Regions from separate parts of the Capra hircus genome. Here region 2 is linked to region 1. A link is a contact called in public Hi-C data. All regions are on one chromosome and are shown on one strand. The core of a region is the stretch at or near the end of the contact, and the rest is flanking DNA. Distances in the headings are between cores, read along the strand shown. Region 1 overlaps SARNP (SAP domain-containing ribonucleoprotein). Region 2 holds the start of CD63 (CD63 antigen).

Region 1 (3,307 bases), core at 460-2,959:
ATTCATACTCAACTTCACAATTTTAAAGATGTAAAAAGGGTATATGGTAAAAGATTTCTCTCCTTTACATGTCCTCAGGTTTCTTCTGAGATCCAGCTGGTGTTTTATCTGTTTCTTGCCCAGGCATCTTGTGTATAAACATTGTATGACTGTTATGTGTTTGCATGGTTTTTTTTTTTTTTACATTAATGTTAGTATCTTACATACAGTATTCTATAAATTGTTTTTTCTTAATAGTCTTATTGAGGCACAATTCACATGCTGTACAATTCACTCAATACATCTTGGTTTTTAAATATTTTCTTTCAAAACATTTTAAAGTCAGATGCATATAAAAATGGGTAAGATTTGACGTTATAGGTCCATATTTGAGGTTTTAAAAGGGTTTTGTTCTACTACTAATGTAATTGTGCCAAAATGAAATGTGTGAAATGACTTTATTTTCAGCTATTCTGTTTTCACTCAGCAATTTCCCTTTTGGAGGGGAACCCACAATATAATAATAAAGTGATGCAACAGTGTGTAAAAATGTATGTAACATTCTCATTTGACTAGAGAAGGGGACATGGAGGTGCTGAGAAGACTGCTGAATGAGCCAAAGACCTGAGGTTAGGGAATGAGAGCCAGTTGGGGGCTGAGATTTCAACAGCAGTAGCAAGGTCAGTGGTTAGCAGTGGTGGATGCTGTCCATGCTAAACAACCAGTTGTACCAGTCTGTCTGCTTCAGGTGTGCTAGATCAGCATCCTGTGCAGAATCTATCACTGACTATCTTTCCCTGTTACCTGAAAGATTTTGTAAACTTCCGTCTGTATCTACACACAATTTGGGGAAGGAAGGAGAAGGGAGGAACAGCTCTGTTAGAAAGTTGAAATTTGAATTGCCTGAATATTTACATTCCTTTTCCCTTAATGTTACTTAGAGGAGGAGAAGAAAAAAGGAAGATTAGGAGTTACAGAAAGTAAAGAAATTGTATTGTGTTATAAACAAACACCCAGTACCCTTTAAATACACACACAGTAACTGAAAAAAAATAAAGTGCCACCATGGGAAAGATCTAGAATCTTAAGAAATGGACCTTAGAGATCACTTAGAATCTAGATTCTAGATTAGTCCTATTCACTGTATTGTTTGTAGGTCAGTGCTCATCCATGAACTGTTACTGGTTAATGATGAGATAAATTTAAAAAAAGAAAGTAAGCTTTTAGAAACTTTTATAGCAGTTTGACATCACTGCTACATTCCAAATGTATGACTGATTTTCTCGTAATTGATTTGTTTACAAAAGTGTTGGTCCACAACCTGGAATGCTATAAAAAGTTGGCAGCCCTGTCTCTCTACCTATTTAAAAATATATGATCTGTGAAATTCAGAAATCAGAGAAACAGTGATTCTGTCTAATCTTGTCTAACTCTTCAACCAGTTTCTAACACTAACTAGCTGCTAAGCACTATTGTAAATGCTTTACAGATATTTACTGGTTTAATCTTTGTAACAACCCTATGCTGCAGGTACTGTTACATTATCCCCATTTCATAGGAAACTGAGGCACAGAGTGGTTACGTTACTCACCTAGGCTACACAGACATAAGTGGTAAAGCTGGAGTTTGAACCCCGTGTAGTCTGACTTCAGATGCCTTGTTATGCTTTGTTATGCTCCATGCTTTTAATGGGTGATTACCTACTGTGTTTCTCAGTAGAGGGAGCTGTTGGCTTGAGCAGAACAGTTTTCCATGTTGTATCCCTCCCTGCCTACCTGTCCTACTCACTGAATACCCAATCAGAAAAAAAGCTTCCCTCTCCATTTCCAAATGCTTCCTTGGTTGAAAGCCTTTTAGAGATGACCAGCATAGTTCCTTAGTTACAACATTCTTTCTTTTATAGGAATCTGCTTTCTAATTTCTACTGGTTGGTCTTAGATCTGTACTTCAAAACTAGTAAAGTCTTTTCCAGGACACATATCTGTTTGTGCACTGATCTGCATATAGGATTTTTAAAACCTTCCTTTTTCTTTGTTGTTCTCCTTGGATCAGCATGTCATTATGTGCCTTAAAATGAGAATAAAGAGCCCAGTAAGGCTATTACATTATTTAATATAGATTCTATTTTTGAAGTTACCTTTAACCTAGAATTACTTTGGTAGCAAACTACCAAAGTACAAAAGGTAGTTATCCCTTTTTGCACTTATAATCTTTCTAAAACACTGACTGAGGTCTTATCCTTTGAGTTACTGTTGGGCCAGATCTTGTTCATCTGTTGTTGTTTTTTTTTAATGATGTTTTGAATATAATAAATTTAATAAAGTTTTGAATATAAGTGTAGTACTTTATAGGTATACCTTATTTCTTCTAAATTGAGTCTTCATTTTGGATCATTGTTTTCCCTGAAGAGCCAGCAACACCCCCTGACATCCCCAGCTTTAGTTCTGTCAGTAATTTACCAGTTCTTCTTCTCCTGGTGTCTGCAAAGTTGTAAGCATGCCTATTAGATCTTTAGTCAAATTACTTATTTAAAAATCTTCAGCAGAGCTCTGTGGCATGCCATTACATATTTTTTTCCATTTTGGCAAAGATCCTTTAAGTGATTCATTGTTGACATTAAACTAGCTAACATATCTACCTAATCCTGTGGTGATCAGGCTTGTATGCATGTATATAGTAGATTGAAGTAAAGAATCTGGGATAATAGTAAGGAGAATCTGCTTTTAGATAATTATATATTCTACTTAACGATTCATTCTTTCCTTGTATGAACTAGTACAGTAGTTGGGGAAAAAAAATACCCTCCGCTCAGATACAGCTAAAGATTTATATAATAAATAGATACATGAATAGATAACAATTTTATTAAAGCAGGCTTATTCTTCACCATCTGTTAGAAAAGTCCTCTTGCATATTGAGTGTTGTTGAGGGAAAGTGAATCATCTTGTGGACCTAAAAGCTTGGTGGGATTAAGAGCAGTAGTTATGGGGTGAACTTTCTTTTTCTTTCTTGTAAGAGCTACTTTTTTTTTTCCCCCCACCAGGTTCATTCTGTAAATTAAGGAAAAGCTTTATTCTTTTTTCTCAGCTTGCTGAACTAAAGCAGGAGTGTCTTGCTCGTGGTTTGGAGACCAAGGGAATAAAACAAGATCTCATCAACAGGCTCCAGGCGTATCTTGAAGAGCATGGTGAGTTCCCTGTGGAGCCAAAGTGTGATGTGAGTGAGGAGATTAATTTTTAGGCTCTGCCATACAGAAGATTTCTTTTTTTCCTTTGGGTTTTTGATGATGTAAGATTTTAATTAACTCTCAAGAAAACTCTTGTTATCT
Region 2 (3,080 bases), core at 136-2,635, 69 kb after region 1:
TTCCTGGACCAGAGATCGAACCAGTGTCTCCTGCACCTCAAGGCAGATTCTTAACCACTGGACCACCAGGAAGTTTCCTGCCATGGACTTTAAAAACTAATCCTTTTTACACTTGGCCCTTTCCTTGTCCCTGGAACTGAGCGACTGCCCTTTTATTGTTTAAGGTCACCTCAGAGAGTGGGGCTTCCCAAGTGGCACTTGTGGTAAAGAACTCGACTGCCAGTGCAGGAGAGAAAAGAGGCGCAGGCTCGATCCCTGTGTCAGGAAGATCCCCTGGAGGAAGGCATGGCAACCCACTCCAGTATTCTTGCCTGGAGAATCCCATGGACAGAGGAGCCTGGTGGGCTACAGTCTATAGGGTCACAAAGAGTCAGATACGACTGAGTGACTAACACATACACCTCAGAGAGCACCAACCACCTCGGTGAAATTCATTCTGTTTTGTTTTTCTCTGGGGCAGAGGCGCCACCTGTCCCTCCCTCTGAGCTCGTCCAGCTGTCACCAGGGGTCTCTGCCTCTTCACAGTGTGGGCTTGCTTCTGCCTGCTGGCACAGGGCGGGGCCACCAGTTCTCTTGCCGCACTGGCCCTGTGCCCAGCACGTGGCTGGCAGATAACAGATGAATACTCCTTTCTTCAGCATCTTGGCTCCTCCTGCACAGCCCACCTGCGGTGATAAGTGGGAAGCAAAGTCCAGAAGTGCAGAAGGACATGACGATCCACTCCAGTGTTCTTGCTTGAAGAGTGCCATGGACAGAGGAGCCTAGTGGGCTGCAGTCTATGGGGTTGCACAGGGTTGGACAGGACTGAAGCAACTTAGCATGCACACAGGCCCGCAAGGTCCAGAAGGGCCTTGGTGTGTCTTACTGGAAGATTGTGATCCTGGAAGCTGGTTCTCAGCCCAGCCCAGATCGCCTTCCTTTTGCTCTTAGTTTCTTTCCTTCCTTGACGTATACTGAGGCTCAGGAAATGGTTCTTCAGGCTGGATGAGAAGAATCTAAGGGACGGGGGCCCAGGCGGGGCGGGCAGGTTGTAGTGGCTGGTTACGTTCTTGAACTGTTCACATAGCTCCTGGGGACCACCATGGCTAACAGGGAGGGAGGCAGCTTGAGACCACCCCCTCACCTTTCAGTCCTCTCTTGGCCTTACCCTCTGGGCTGTCCAACAGGATGGGATGGGGCAATCCAGGGTATATATGCCATGCCCGCGTGAGGGTCGCCCCCAAACCTCCATCGCAACAGGGAGATCCCGGAGGGGTGGGAGGCCACCTCGGCCACCCTCCTACAACAGAGGGAGGAGCCTGACTCTGACGTGTCCTGATTGGCTGGGTGACATGGTGCTGGGAAGGGCTTCTTCCACTTCTCGGCTCATTACTCTGGAGCCCCAGAAAACGGAGGAGGGGGACAGGAACACCCACTCCAGAACGCTGGAGGCTGTGAGGCTGGAGCCTGCCTTAAAGTTTATTCTGGCCCCACCACATCCCAGAGAGCCAGCAGCTTCCTCTGTTGACTCCGGGGTAGGGGTCGGGGGCTGTAAAGGAGTTGGAGCGAGAGGAGGAGGGTGGGCTCTGGGTGGAGGATGAGGAGCCCTTCTGAAGACCATCTGGTCATCTCGCCTCAGCTCTGCAGCCCGACCTGGCGCTCAGAGAGTAACTCCGGGCGGCTTCTCCTTCCTTTGGCTTTCACATGTCTCCTCCCTTTCCCTGAGCCAGAGAGATCCAGGCGGCGCCGGGTCCCGCTCTCCTACCCCGAGGTGGCCCCTTTCTGGGGGCGCCAGAAGGGCCTCAGGCACCCCGAGGTCCTGCCCTGGGTGCCCTCGCTTGGTGGGGGTGGGCGCTGTCTTCCGGGCGGGGGCCACGTGGCCTCGACCGGGCGGGGGGCTTGGCCTTGCCCATGTGAGCCCAGTGACTCAGGCCGCAGCTGTTCCCGCGTCACATGAGGGAGGCTGGAGGCCACTCGGCGGGGGAGGGGGCTGTGGCTGGAGCCGGGGCGGGGCCGCGCGCCGGGCGGGGCCGGAGCCGGGGGGCGCAGCTAGAGAGCCCCTGAGCGGCGGCGGGAGAGCAGCACACAGCCTCCGGGAGCCCAGGTGAGGCGAGGCTGCGGCGGGGAGTGGGGAGGGGGTCACCGGTCGCCCCCACCTCGGGGGCTCGCCCCAGGCCTCCGCAGATCCGCCGCGCTCCCCGCCGCTCCCAACTTTGCAACTTGGTGAAGTTTCGGAGGCCGGGGACGGGCTGGGGTGCGGCGGCGCCCGCCGCATTTCTGTTCTTCGGTGATCAGAACCCAGGGAAAAGGACCCGGGGGTCGGGCTGGGGCTGAGGAGAGTTTTCCGTGACTGGTTGAGTGGAGAGGGGTGTTTAACACCTGGGGGCTGGAGGGTCGAGGGTGGGCGTTCGGTCCTGGCCGCTGCCGGCGCCCTCGGGTGGGTCCCGGGCCCCCGGGAGGCGGCGGGGCGGGGTCCGGGCTGGGCTGCGGGCGCCCCCACCCTTCTCCTGCGGGTGGAAGAGGGGGCTGGAAGACGTGGATCTGACCGCGGGTTTCCGGGTGGGAGGGGCCGGGAATGGGGGCGGCGCAGGGGAGGTTTCGAGGGCCGGCGGGGAGCTCGGAAAGCGAGATCCCGCCTCGACCGGTTCTGATCCCTCTGCGCGCCCCTCTGTCCCAGGCCAGGCAGCCATGGCTGTGGAAGGAGGAATGAAATGTGTCAAGTTCCTGCTCTACGTTCTCCTGCTGGCCTTCTGCGTGAGTGGGGAGCGGGGCCTGCGGGGGCGCGCTGGCAGGGTGCAGGGCGACCTGGCTCCGGAGGGATGAGGGCTGAGCGGCCAACAGTGAAGGCAGCTGGAGACCAGATGTGGGAGGAAAAAGCCCGGGCTACAGCCGAAGCCAGCGCGGCCGTCCCCTCCTCCAGCTTTCGGGAACCTCTGAGGCTGGTTTGGGCCGACAATGGCCGGTCTCCTCCGTAAGCCTTCCGGGCCCTTCCTGTCTGGTGACCCAGCCTCCTGTGATATGGGGCAGTGGGGCAACCAGCCAACTGCCAGTTCTGATGCTATCGCCGCCCCACGCCTCGCCTCGAGTGTGCCCTTCTCCCC

What was found. Hi-C and Micro-C count contacts between places; a contact is called where the count stands out from the background.
Region 2: a contact with region 1 is called in a Hi-C map of blood, with 1.9 times the contacts expected there. The contact joins the promoter of CD63 here to the enhancer-like site in region 1. A contact is called at or near these places in 3 of 5 Hi-C or Micro-C datasets (blood and liver).

Annotation. Positions count from the first base shown.
Region 1 is chr5:56,821,547-56,824,853 of ARS1.2, forward strand. It overlaps SARNP (SAP domain-containing ribonucleoprotein), which reads left to right. Exons shown (of 12, transcript XM_018048118.1): 3 at 3,023-3,166. Among named protein-coding and RNA genes, the nearest start is that of SARNP, 7.8 kb to the left of the region's middle. Within about 2 kb of position 1,710, at least 1 of the 5 cell types and tissues checked has an H3K27ac peak or open chromatin away from gene starts, as enhancers often do.
Region 2 is chr5:56,890,434-56,893,513 of ARS1.2, forward strand. It overlaps CD63 (CD63 antigen), which reads left to right and starts at 1,386. Exons shown (of 7, transcript XM_018048120.1): 1 at 1,386-1,514; 2 at 2,657-2,733. The coding sequence starts at 2,668.